Regions from separate parts of the Mus musculus genome. Here regions 2, 3 and 4 are each linked to region 1. A link is a contact called in public HiChIP or PLAC-seq and Micro-C data. All regions are on one chromosome and are shown on one strand. The core of a region is the stretch at or near the end of the contact, and the rest is flanking DNA. Distances in the headings are between cores, read along the strand shown. Region 1 holds the start of Zfp827 (zinc finger protein 827). Region 2 has its middle 94 kb from the start of Otud4. Region 3 holds the start of Pou4f2 (POU domain, class 4, transcription factor 2). Region 4 has its middle 29 kb from the start of Otud4.

The links. Hi-C and Micro-C count contacts between places; a contact is called where the count stands out from the background. HiChIP or PLAC-seq counts read pairs in DNA pulled down with a chosen protein or histone mark.
Region 2: a Micro-C map of embryonic stem cells shows a contact between it and region 1, with 5 times the contacts expected there. The contact joins the enhancer-like site here to the promoter of Zfp827 in region 1. A contact is called at or near these places in 1 of 484 Hi-C or Micro-C datasets (embryonic stem cells) and 5 of 115 datasets of contacts at active chromatin or transcription factors (craniofacial prominence, embryonic limb bud, embryonic stem cells and 1 more).
Region 3: a Micro-C map of embryonic stem cells shows a contact between it and region 1, with 5 times the contacts expected there. The contact joins the promoter of Pou4f2 here to the promoter of Zfp827 in region 1. A contact is called at or near these places in 1 of 39 promoter capture datasets (embryonic stem cells), 3 of 484 Hi-C or Micro-C datasets (all in embryonic stem cells) and 3 of 115 datasets of contacts at active chromatin or transcription factors (astrocytes, embryonic limb bud and embryonic stem cells).
Region 4: a contact with region 1 is called in a FOXA1 HiChIP or PLAC-seq map of pancreatic cancer cells. The contact joins the enhancer-like site here to the promoter of Zfp827 in region 1. A contact is called at or near these places in 7 of 39 promoter capture datasets (3T3-L1-derived adipocytes, cranial neural crest, embryonic stem cells and 4 more), 5 of 484 Hi-C or Micro-C datasets (brown adipocytes, cerebellum, cerebral cortex and 2 more) and 11 of 115 datasets of contacts at active chromatin or transcription factors (the NIH/3T3 cell line, cardiomyocytes, embryonic forebrain and 8 more).

Annotation. Positions count from the first base shown.
Region 1 is chr8:79,026,554-79,029,713 of GRCm38.p6, reverse strand. It overlaps Zfp827 (zinc finger protein 827), which reads right to left and starts at 1,277. Exons shown (of 15, transcript NM_178267.3): 1 at 985-1,277. The coding sequence starts at 1,027.
Region 2 is chr8:79,544,487-79,547,474 of GRCm38.p6, reverse strand. No RefSeq gene overlaps it. Among named protein-coding and RNA genes, the nearest start is that of Otud4, 94 kb to the left of the region's middle. Within about 2 kb of position 1,299, at least 8 of the 459 cell types and tissues checked have an H3K27ac peak or open chromatin away from gene starts, as enhancers often do. A contact at or near this core is called in embryonic stem cells, where this site is marked.
Region 3 is chr8:78,435,325-78,438,614 of GRCm38.p6, reverse strand. It overlaps Pou4f2 (POU domain, class 4, transcription factor 2), which reads left to right and starts at 1,968. Exons shown (of 2, transcript NM_138944.3): 1 at 1,968-2,504; 2 at 2,937-3,290. The coding sequence starts at 2,211.
Region 4 is chr8:79,608,782-79,612,121 of GRCm38.p6, reverse strand. No RefSeq gene overlaps it. Among named protein-coding and RNA genes, the nearest start is that of Otud4, 29 kb to the left of the region's middle. Within about 2 kb of position 1,386, at least 7 of the 459 cell types and tissues checked have an H3K27ac peak or open chromatin away from gene starts, as enhancers often do. A contact at or near this core is called in pancreatic cancer cells, where this site is marked.

The DNA of each region.
Region 1 (3,160 bases), core at 28-2,527:
GCCGCGCAGCCCGGCGCGAGTCTCCAGTTGGCGTGTGTGGCTAGGGCCAGGAGGGCTGGGATGCACTTTAGTCACGGACTCTGCTCGGGCTGGCGGGGCAGGGGGGTCTGCGAGCCCGCGTCGCCCCGGCTCTGTCTGCTCCGCCTGACCCCGCATTTTATTGCGGCCGGGAGCCCTGCTCCGCCCTCCCCTCGGCTCTGCAGGGACCTCGCGCGCCGCGCGCCGCCCTGGCTGCCTCGCCTCAGCCTCGGCGCGGCTCCCGCACCCCACATCCGCTCGGCTGCCCGGCCTCGCCCCCCGATCGGCCACCCGCGCCCCCCGGCGCCCCCACACCCTCCTCGACCGCCCCTGCCTTCCCCTCCGCCACCGCCTCCACCTCCGCCTCCAGCTCCAGCTGCCCGCGGCTCCGGGGCCGACCCACCCCGGCGCAACCTTTAGCCGGAGACCGACCTCTCCGGTCCCCAGCCCGGCGGGCGGCCGCGCGCCCTCGCCCCGACACCCCCAATCGCCATGTCACGGCCTCGGCCCTGCGCGCGCCCCAACCCCGCACCCTTGTGCACCGGGATCCACACGGAATTTCTTTTTTTTTTCCAAGATTGCAACCTCTCCCACCTCCCCCCACCCGCGACAAAAACCCGGCATCCACACTACTCCCCTCCTCCCTCCTCTCGCCCCCTCCCCCGCAAACCGGAGTGAGGAGGGGGAGGGAAAGGGGGGAAAAGCCCGATCCCAAGGAAAAAAAAGAGGGGGTCGAGAGAAAGAAAGAAAAAGAGAGAGAGAATAGAAAGGGCACGGGGCTGATCATCACCAACATGGCTGCCTCGGCATAGACCTAAACGAGGAGTAACCCGGGCTGTGTCTTTGTCAGTTTCACCTCTGTAACCCTAAACTAATGCAGAAAACAACGGCGGAGGCTGCGGAGGGGAAAGAGGAGAGGGAGGGCGAGAAAATGGCACGAGAGGAGGTGGAGAAGGGATGACTTACGTGAGGGAAGGCGCTTGGGCTGCTCCTGCTTCCTCCTGGGCATTTTCCCCCTTTTCTCACATTCTCCTCCTTGGTTAATGTGAGATCAAATAAACCCCCGTGGGGGCAGACAGGCAGACACTGGCAGGAGCGGGGAGGTAGTTGGGGGGCGGGCAGGGGGAAACCCCTTCTCTCCGGTGTGTGCAATGGGTTGAAGCTTGTTTCCTGGAGCCAGAAGAGGGGTTTTCTTCTTTCCTTTCTTTCTTTCTTTCTTTCTTTTTTTTTCCTTTTTTTTTTTTTTTTTTAATTTTTTGGTCGTGCACCTGGCTTGTCCCCGAGCGTAATATTCTTCAATGGAAACGGATCTAATAGGTGTGAGTGTGTGTGTGTCCTGTGCTCGCGTGTGATGGGAGGTATAAATAAATGAGCGCCGGTGCGGCGGTGTCTATGGCCGCGCGCTGTGTCTCCGAGCCCCTAACACTAATGTCGGGATCAAAGGGCAGCGGCGGCGGCAGCACAGCTCGCAGCTCGCTCTCTCGCTCTCCTCTCGCGCTCTCTCTCTGTCACACACACACACTCACACACACACACAGAGGCACAGACTGAGGGAAAGAGCGAGAGCTAGACACACGCGCGCGCGCATACACACACACACACACACACACACACACACACATACACACACTCAGCAAAGAGGAAGGTGCCCTAAGGCTCTCAGGGCGGACTCAGCCTAGCATTTACAACTGCTCTGTCTGGAAAGCATGGGGGGCGCGCGTGCGGGGGTGGGATGGACTTCTTCGAATTTATCCCGCTAGTCGCCCAATCAAGGGGGGTGGTGGAAAAGTGCCCCCCCCCGCTCTTGAAACATTATTTTACAGATTTTTTTTTAAGGAAATAGGTTGCACTAACCACTTTCTTTTGTGTATTAAACTACGTTTGGTTCTGTATAAAATTCCCCAGGCTTTTGTAACTGAAAGACTGACTCTCTCACCCCATCACCTTGAGTCTGGACGTTACAGACTCTCACATACTCCCTTAAAACAGCCTAATGGAAATAAATCTTTTTTAAAAAAAAAAAAAATGAAAAGATAGCATAGGGTGGGATCAGTGGATGGGTGGCATGGATACCCAATTTTAGAGGGTCCGGTGGAGTTAACACTTGAAAATTCAGCCAAAACTAAAATTACAGGTTCTTGATAAAGAGGGAAAATAAGATTAGGTCACCCCCCGCCCCCCAGGGTTGACTCAACTGCCACGGGTCTATTCCTACAGTGCACACAGTGATCTTGACTTCTGTGATTCACTCCCTGCCTCCCCCCCCACCTCCCCAGAACACAGGTAACTGAGCCTTACCCTGAAGCAATTCTAGTGTGTAGTTTGAGCTCATACAGCAGTCTTCATTAAGCCATATACTTTCATTACTTTAGAAATCACACATCTTGCTTCAAAGAGACACATAAAGAGGGAAAACAGAAAAGGATGCGTCGCCTCACAAAAGGTACTCAGTGAAGGGAACGGGTCTCTCTCTCTCTCTCTGACTGTAAGCCATGTGGATACAAGTTCACTGGGAGGTTGTTAATGATTTAAAACTCCAAAATCTGCTACTATAATTGAAGTAAAAAAAAAAAAAAATTTGGTCTGAAGAAGAGCTGTTTCATAAAACTCTTTGTAAGGGGAAACTTTGAACTTGGTGGAATACATTATATGTCATGAGTCAGAGCTAAAAAATAAAAAGGTGCATTATTTAAACATCTTCCCTTTTGAGGTTTAAAAAATCGACTCATCATCTTATTATGTTAAATATTTTCCTACCAATTTTTTAATAGATGTTTTCATCAGAAGGTGGAGCATAGTGAAGACACAAAAGTTTAAAATGGCATTCCATCAGGTGACATGAGTGACTAATGAGACTTAGAAGTCTCCAGTGGTGTTAAAGAGAGCCACTGGGGTTAGGTTTGGTTACATTTCCTTTAAATGACAATAGCTTTATACTGTTTTCACTAGGAAACTGTAAAGGAGACTGTGTCTCCCAAAAGATGGCTTTCATTAATAGTGAATTCTCAAGATGAACCCCTTCTTGCTGATACCTACCAACATACTTGGCACTCCAAGGTTGCAATGCTATTTGAAGCAGGTTTAAATGCCTTCTGAAACAGTGCAATATCCAAACTGGAACATCAACCTTAAACCAATTCCA
Region 2 (2,988 bases), core at 50-2,549, 520 kb before region 1:
ACACACACACACACGCTACATACAAAGTTACCTTGAAGTCCTAATCTTGGGTCCCTATGACCGTGACATTTCTTTAGAAATAGGGTACTATATCACATGTAAGCTACATAGGGTAAGGTCAGAAAGGTCAGAAATCCAGTGTAACTGGTGTTCTCCTTCCTTCCTTCCTTCTTTCCTTCCTTCCTTCCTTCCTTCCTTCCTTCCTTCCTTCCTTCCTTCCTTCCTTCTTTCCTCCTTCCTCCCTCCCTCCCTCCCTCCCTCCCCTCCCTCCCTCCCTCCCTCCTTCCCTCCCTTCCTTTTTTTTCTTTCTTTATATCTGGATTTTTGAGACAGGGTTTCTCTGTGTAGCCCTGGCTGTCCTGGAATACACTCTGTAGACCAGGATGGCATCAAACTCACAGAGATCCACCTGCCTTTGCCTCCTGAGTGCTGGAATTAAGGCATGCACCACCACTGCCTGGCTTATTTTTGTGTTTGGAAAGGGTCTCATGTACCCTAGGTGGGTCTTGGTCTTGAATTTACCATGTAGCCAAGGATGGCCTTGAACTCATGATTCTCCTGCCTCTACTTTCAAGGATTAAATTTCCAATGTCAGTACACCTGGCTTATGTAATGCTGGAGATCAAACCCAAGGTCTTGTGTATGACAGGCTAGCATTCCAGTAACTGGGTCACTTTCCTAACCAGGAATGGTGGTGGGTTTTTTTGTTTGTTTGTTTTTTGTTTTTTGTTTTTTGTTTTTTGTTTTTTGTTTTTTGTTTTTGTTTTTGTTTTGAGACAGGGTTTCTCTGTATAGGCCTGGTTGTCCTAGAACTCACTTTGTAGACCAGGCTGGCCTCGAATTCAGAAATCTACCTGCTTCTGCCTCCCGAGTGCTGGGATTAAAGGCATGAGCCACCACACCCAGCTAGGAATGGTGGTTTTTAAGATGAAAATTAGAAGCAGAGAAGAAGACTACTGTCTGCACTTGGAGGCAGAGGCTGTGTGACAAATCACAGAACACTGGAGATTTTCTTACTGTTGTGATAAAGCCCAGTGACCAAGGCTGTTGTATGCCGGCCTGCGGCTTACAAGGACCGGGTACACCAGGGAGGCAGGCTGGGGCTGAAAGAGACTTAGATGGCGAAAGATTAATGGAGCCAAGACATGTTTCTGTTCAAGGCCCTCCATTTACTAAGAGAGTCTATTTATAAAAGGGGAAGCCCCCCCCCCCCCAGTCCATTCTTGGTGTCTGGAGCCAGCCTATAGGTCAAGTGCAGAATAGGATGTTCCTCCGGAATGTAGGAATGTATCAGGTGCTTCTCAGCAGGTAGCAGTGTCTTGGAGAGAGCAGTGGCAGGTGGCAGAACAAAAGAGCCCTCTAGGTCGGAAGGCTCCACCTTAGGTAATTTCCTTCACAGTGGCAGCAAGGTCAAAGTCTGGATCAGCCTACTTCAGGGCTGAGGGAGGCTACACAAGGCACTCCTAAAAGTGTTTAGTTGGGCTTGTGGTTCCAGTAGGTTAGAGTTGATGGTAGCTGAGTGAAAGCATGGTGGCGAATGACTGCAGTGCTGCTGAGAGACCAACGGGTAAAACCTCAAGTCTTAGGAGGGGACTAACTGGAAATGGCATGAGTGTTCTGAAATCTCAGTCTGTGCCCACTGACAAGCCTTCTCCAATAAGGCCACACCTCCCAATCCTTCCTGAACATTTCTATCCACTGGGACCAAATACTCAAACCTATGGGTCTATAAATGGCCATTCCCATTCAAACCACCATGGGGGCAAGGATGGGCCTGAGAATGGAGGTAGCACAGTAAGCCATCCAGCTTTGGGGTGTTCTGACAGCAGCTGCTGGAAACTAATAGAGCAACTCAGGCCCTTGCACTTTCCTGTGGAGTCAGCTCTTTGCCTTGGAATCTCAGAACAGCTATGTCATTTCTCACATCTGTCTAGGATTCAGGAGGCAGCACAGAAAGACCAGGGAGTTCAGGTGCCTGTCAGAGGCACCCTCGTTCTTGCTTTGCCACTAAAAGCTTGCTTACACTGGGTTTAAAGAGAATAGAAAACATCTCAACTTAATATTACACTGCATTTTCTTTCTTTAACAGATCTTACTTTATTTACTTATTTAAATTACACTGTGTGTGTGTGTGTGTGTGTGTGTGTGTGTGTGTGTGTGTGTGTGTGTGTGTGTGAGTGCACATGCATGCGCTCACATGTGCCATGGGATGCTGAGGCCAGAGGACAACTTGGAGTTGGTTCTCTCTTTCTCCTGTGTGGTTCCTAGGGGTTGAACTACAGTCCTCAAGCTTGGCAGTAAATGCCTTTATCCAATGAGCCATCTTACTGATCCACATTGCTTTTCTTTTCTTTCTCCCTCCATCCCCAAGACAGAGTTTCTCTATGTAGCCCTGGCTGTCCTGGAACTCATTCTGTAGAATGCTGGCCTTGAATTTAGAGATCTGCCTGCCTCTTCCTCCTGAGTGCTGGGATTAAAGGTGTCTGCCACCATGCACAGCTTCAGAGTAGTTTTAAGTTCACTACAAAATTAAACAGAAAGTAATAATTTTCCATACACTTCCTATCCTTATACACCCAGCCCCATCTCTCCCACTACTAACATCCTATAGCAGATAGTATATGATCAAATACACACCCCATAGCACGTGATGGAGGTTTCACTGCACACCGCCATCACCTACAACCCAGAGTTTACACTTGAGTTCACACTCACTGTTGCACCTCACATAGGTTTTGCTGAGTGTGCATTGATGTGTCTGCCACTGTAATATTTATTATACAGTCAGTCTCCTAGTCTCCAGTATGTGTACTTCACAGCCATCTCTCCTGCCTCTGCTCCTCACAACCACTGATGTCTTCATTCTCTCCATAGTTTTTTTTTCTTTTCCAATATGTCAGAAGTTGGAACCATATGTCACACTGTCTTTACATAACGATGTGCTTTGAAGGGGTGAAGGTATATATGTATTGATGTAAATTAGTTGGA
Region 3 (3,290 bases), core at 719-3,218, 590 kb after region 1:
AATTAAACACCTAAGCACTTACTTGAACAGTCTTGCACACAGCCACGTTCTTTCATGTCAACACCCCCCTCTCCGAGTCCTTGCCCAGGCTTCTTAGGGCTCTCAGTGGAGAACATGGCTCGTAGGAATCCCCTTTGGCTACTGTTTATTATTTTCCTTTACGCAGGGGAAGAGAAAGGCGGGCTCCAGACTGGCAAAGCAGCAGAGATTTAAGCACCACGGACAGATCCCATCGCGTTGTCAAAGCAGAGGCTTTGGGGTGGGGGGGGGGGGGGAGTATTCCGACGACAGCTTTCCTAACTTGAACCTGCCAGCCCCGGCCTGGATGAGGTCAGGGGAGGATCCACGGTTTCCTGTTCGCCGCTACCGCCGCAGGGCTTCCGGGTGCTGACTCCCAGAGGGCTCCCCTTTCCACGCTTGCCCTCCACTTTGTTTTTGTCCTAGCTCGCGCCAGTGCCTCTTAGGCCTTCTGCTTGCTCTCACACCTGCTGGCCCTCCCAAGCTCCCAGGGCCTGCACCTGTTCCGGATCACCCCTGTCCCGGACCAGCCACCCGCAGGTCCTCATCGGTATATGCACCTAGTGTCTTTCCGCGCTCTGGAAGGCGAGGGTAGCCCCAAGTGCCGCAGGACGGAGGGGAAGGATGGGAAGGAGAGGAAATAGGTTGTGTTTGGGGGGGTTGGGGCTGGGGAGTGGGCCACACTGTCTGCTTTTGAACTGGAACTCAGAATGTGTGTTCACTTCCAGGAAAGTGGTTTGCACTAGCACAAAAGTGGGAGCAAAGTGTAAGCAAAAAATAGTCTCTGCACACAGTGACTGTAGAAATGAAGATAAGTGGGACTTACGCCAGTCTGAGTGTGTGTGTTTGTGTGAGTGTGTGTGCACGCGCGTTTGAGTGAGTGAGTGAGTGTGTGTGTGTGTACGTGTACACGGTGTTAGTGGCATTCGGCAGCACATGCGCTCTGTATTTCTGGCCCTTCTCGTCCTGTCAGTTGCTCCTTTCCCTTTGATTGTAGCTAATGAAGAATAATACATCCCAGAGTCAGGGTTTGCCAGGAGATCCTCCCAAGTCCCAGCTCACCCTGTACTGGACATAGGGAGGAGGTGGAAAAAGAGAAGGGGGTGGGAGGAGAGGAATCTGTACATGTGTTAGAGGGTGATATGCTCATAAAGGGGGGAGTCGCATGCGCATAGAGGACACTAACGGGCTGTGTGGCTGTCCAATCCGCTGAGAGCTGAGGGAAATCGAGGGAGAGGAAGCCCTGCAGCCGGGCAGACCCACGTCTTTCTGCACTAGGCACCCGCCGGGCGGTGGGATGCAAAGCCCGGGGCTGACCTCAGCACGCATCAAGGCGGGAGCTCAGAGCAGAGCAGAGGACCCGGGTCGCCGCAGCGTCTAGATCCTCATCCAGGGGAATCAGGGTCACTGGAGCTGACGGGAGGGGAGGGCCCCTGAAACTTAGTGGTAAGCAGAGGGCAGGAGAGCAGGTGGCCAGGTAAGGTGCACCTCACAGTTCAGGGCTAGTCGCTTCCAAGATTGGCTTGGAACGCAACTTTTAGGGGGAGTTTTTTTTTTTTTTTTCCCGAGGGAGGCGGGAAGATCTGGAGACTGTCATTTAGGTGACTGGCACTGCCGGGTGGGGGTGGCCCGAAGCACCGACCTGGCTAGTTGGGTGGGGTTGAGCTGGGGCGCGATTAGAATCAGGAGTTGCAGGCGCGGCGTAGGAGTGGTAACAGCAGAGCGCCTGCCGGGGCAGGGAAGGCTGCGGGTCCCGTGGCAGAGAGAGAGGGGCGGGTGCAGGGAGAACTGAAAGGACCGGAGCCTGCGGGGAGCCAGGGCGGGGAGAAACCCACCCAGAGCAGTGCGTCCTGGCAGGAGAGGGCGGGGGAGGGAAGGAGGGGGAGGGCGGGCGGGGGTCAGGCGCGGGAAGAGGGGACTATAACTCCACCGCCTCGATGAGCTGGGGCACTTTGGGGTGCTGAGGTCTGAAGCCAGAGCCACCCGGAGCAGGGCAACCTCTCGGGCAGACCTAGCGGGAGACACAGGAGCGGAGCTAGCGGCCACACTGGGAGAACCGGGCCTGGAAGCAGTGGCGGCTGAGCACAACTTTGCAGTGTTGTTCCCTCTGCTGCTCCGGCCGGGTACTTCTCCGGAGGGTCGGGTAGCTGGGACCGGAGTGCGCCAGCGACGAGCGCGCCGCGCAAGGAAAGATGATGATGATGTCCCTGAACAGCAAGCAGGCGTTCAGCATGCCTCACGCAGGCAGCCTGCACGTGGAGCCCAAGTACTCGGCGCTACACAGTGCCTCCCCGGGCTCCTCTGCGCCCGCGGCGCCCTCGGCCAGTTCCCCTAGCAGCTCCAGCAACGCTGGCGGCGGCGGCGGTGGCGGCGGAGGCGGAGGCGGCGGCGGCCGGAGCAGCAGTTCCAGCAGCAGTGGCAGCGGCGGCAGCGGCGGCGGCGGGGGCTCGGAGGCGATGCGGAGAGCTTGTCTTCCAACCCCACCGGTGCGTATGTCTGCATAATCACCGCTTAAAGGCACATTTTGACAGCCTCCTTTATCTGCTTGATGTTTTTTTCATGTCTGCACAGCAAATCACCCCACACCTCCAACCAATCCCCCCTCTCTTAAGTATTCAACGGGTCTTGCCTTTCATATTAATTTTTATGACCTGGGATGCTGCCTGTGCGCGTGTTGTGTTGTGTTGTGTTGTGTTGTCTGTGGCTCACTTTTCCTCCCCCTGCACATTGGCTTCTCGCGCAGGCTTCCCCTCTCTTCTCGCTGCCGAGTTTCAGGATCACTGTCATTATTATTATTTTAACGTTCTGGGAATGCTGTAGGCACGGTGGCGGTGGCGAGCCCTGGGCCGGGGGCTTCCGGAGAGAGCGCTCACAATTCCCTGCTGAGCGTAATGTGTGCCTTCTACTTACAATTGCAGAGCAATATATTCGGCGGGCTGGATGAGAGTCTGCTGGCCCGTGCCGAGGCTCTGGCCGCCGTGGACATCGTCTCCCAGAGTAAGAGCCACCACCACCATCCGCCCCACCACAGCCCCTTCAAGCCGGACGCCACTTACCACACCATGAACACCATCCCGTGCACGTCGGCAGCCTCCTCTTCTTCTGTGCCCATCTCGCACCCGTCCGCTCTGGCTGGCACCCATCACCACCACCACCACCACCATCACCACCATCACCAGCCGCACCAGGCGCTGGAGGGCGAGCTGCTTGAGCACCTAAGCCCCGGGCTGGCCCTGGGAGCTATGGCGGGCCCCGACGGCACGGTGGTGTCC
Region 4 (3,340 bases), core at 137-2,636, 580 kb before region 1:
AGAAACTATGTGACGTGTACATGGGGTTATTTTGTTGTTATATTATTTGTAATGGCGAAACCTTACGTTTTTAAATATTTTTTTTACCATTATTTGTTTATTTGTTTATGTGTGTACAATGTGCCATGGTACACGTGTGGAGGTCAGAGGACAATCCACAAGGGTTGCTTCTCTTCTTCCACTTTGTGCATTCTGAGGATCAAACTCAGGTTTTCAGGTGTGATAGCTTGATGGTAGTCATCTTGATACATCTTGGGAGAGGCAACATCAACTGAGGAATTGCTTCTATCAGATGGGCCCATAGGAATGGTTATGGGCGTTCTCTTAATTGTTAATTGGTGTAGGAGAACTGAATCCACTATGGGTGGCACCATTCCTAGGCAGGTGTGCCAGGTCTATATAAGACAGATAAACACGGGGAGCAAGTTAGTACGTGGCATTCCCGTGTCTCCACTCCACTCCTTGCCTTGCCTTCCTGTCTTGGCTCCCCAGGATGATGAATTGTACCCTTTAAGCCAAATAAATACTTTCTGGCATCAAGTTGGTATTGGTCAGTGCTTTATCATAGCAATAGAAAAACAAGCTAGGACACCAGGATGGGTGGTGAGCCCCTTTATCTACTGGATCATCCTGCTGGCCTCATGTCTTAGTTACTTTCTCTTCCTGTGAAGAGACACCGTTACCAAGGTAACTTATAAAAGGAAGCACTTAGTTGGGTCTTGCTTATGGCTTCAGAGGGTCAGTCTATTATCATCACGACAGAAAGCATGGCCAGCCAGCAGGCATGCATGGTGCTAAAGCAGTAACCGAGAGCTTACATCTTAGCCACAGGAAGCAGGCAGAGAGACAGAGACAGACAGACAGACAGACAGACAGACAACACGTGAGCCTTGTGTGGACTTTTGAAACCTCCAAAATCACCCTCAGTGATACTGCTCCTTCAAGGCCACACTTCCTAATCCTAAAGAGTCTACCAACCAGGGACCAACCAAACACTCAAATATTTAAGCTTATGGAGGCCATTCTCATTCAAACTATCTTCCTTCCTTCCTTCCTTCCTTCCTTCCTTCCTTCCTCCCTCCCTCCCTCCCTCCCTCCCTTCCTTCTTTTCCTTTTTCTTAGAGACAGCATTTTTTTCTGTGTAGCCCTGGCTGTCCTGGAACTCTCTTTGTAGACCAGGCTGGCCTCGAACTCAGAGACCCACCTGGCTCTGCCTCCTCAGTGCCAGGATTAAAGGCAGGCCACCACCACCCAGTCCAATTTCTATTAATAAGATTAAATAAAATATGCAATACTGCGGCTGTTTTGATGTATAAGGAATGCTGTGTCCATAGTGAAAGCAGAAGTATAGGGTGATGTGCACTGTATCCATGGAAGGATTCCCTGTCCAGTGCTCACAGTTTACCTCGTGTGGAATAATGGAAGAGTACAACAGCTGTTTAAGGCTGAGAGGGGCTTCTTTCATTGTTCATGTTTTACTGTATGCTTCTTAGTATTTTAGAATTTTGAGTCATGTACATGTGCTATTAAAACAAAATAAAATATAATAAAAGTCTGCTCTGGACATGGGGCTGCACCCTGCTCTAAGGTACTTCATATTGAATCAAACAGGGACTTCAGGCTGTGCCCTGCCCTGGGTGACTCACTCCATATTACAATTTGTAGAGGGCACAGGGGAAAGCAGGAATGTTAAGTACTCAGACTTGTATCATCAACAGAAGAGATGTGTTTACCTGTTTTCTACCCAGAAGGCTGGGAGCAGATATTATTAATAGCCTGGTGATCTGTGCTATTTGTGGGACCAAACCACAACCAAATCCCCCAGACTATTATGTTTATTCCAGACTCTCTCTCCCTAGACCTTGATCTCTAGCTTTGCTTCTCAGTCAATAGCACCGTCTTTAGGGGAGATGTTACGTGTACTTTGTAGCCTGGCGACCTCTAACTATCTGGATGATGGAGACCACACCAGATTTTAGGACCTTAAACTATAGAATGGGAGAGGTTACATGTACTCTGCAACAGAGTATTGGCACAGTCATGCCTTAAGCTTATTGTACATATGGGATTGAGATAATGTTACCAGGAAACTTTACCCCCAAATTGGGCTGCACTTAAATGTGCCTGAAAATATGTCTAAAAGAACTGCCTGCCTGGTTTTGGACTCTAGAAGTTTGAGCCAACACCCAATAACTAAGTCATGCTGAATTGGATTTCCTTCTTTCCTCACATGGATCGATACTCTGACAGCCAAAGCATTTGCAGGGACCGCCACAACAAATTGGCAATTGGCTCCAGTATACACACAAATGCAAGTTACTTTGAACCAGAAACTTGCTGGTCTTCAGCATCAAATTAGGTTCTATTTAATATCTTACCTAACTGTTGGGAGCCGCCCTCACATTTGCCATTACAAGATGGCGCTGACAGCTGTGTTCTAAGTGGTAAACATAATCTGCACACGTGCAGGGGCAGTTTTCCCGCCATGTGTTCTGCCTTTCCCGTGATGACAACTGGGCCGATGGGCTGCAGCCAATCAGGGAGTAATACGTCCTAGGCGGAGGATAATTCTCCTTAAAAGGGACGGGGTTTTGCCATTTTTTTTCTCTCTCTTGTTCTTGCTTTTTCTCTCTCTTTTCTTGCTTTCTTGTTCTTTTTCTTGCTCTTGCTCTCTTGCTCTCTGGCTCCTGAAGATGTAAGCAATAAAGCTTTTGCCGCAGAAGATTCTGGTTTGCTGCGTTCTTCCTGGCCGGTTGCGCGAACGCGGGTAAGACCTAACCACCTTCAGTGCCTCTCTTTGTATCCAAATATCAGTTCTGCCTCCAGTAAGGATTCTTTGAATAATGACAACAAAAATCATACCCATGTATGTATGTTTATATGTGTGTATGTATGTATTATGTATTTGTGTGTGTGTGTGTGTGTGTGTGTGTGTGTGTGAGAGAGAGAGAGAGAGAGAGAGAGAGAGAGAATACTATTATACTATTATTTGGAATATATTAATAAACATATTCATCCCAGATAGGGAACCAACCAACCATGTGAACAAAGTAAGGGTACCACACAATCCAACCTGGTGAACCAGAAGTTTTACTGGGGTTACTTATGGGAATATGGGTGAGAGGTTACAGAAACAGGAATGACTCAAATGCAGCTGCATCCACACACGGGGACCCCAGCACAGGAGATAGCTCAGAAAGAGGAGCCCTGGAATTCATTAGACTTGCATGTAGCTTGGTGGGTCAGAGAACAGTGACTTTAGGCAGATGGCTGGTCTGTGTCTCACCCAGGAAACCCAGCTGGTCTGTCTTCCAGGTAGCTTGGTTGGTCTGAGCCTGTG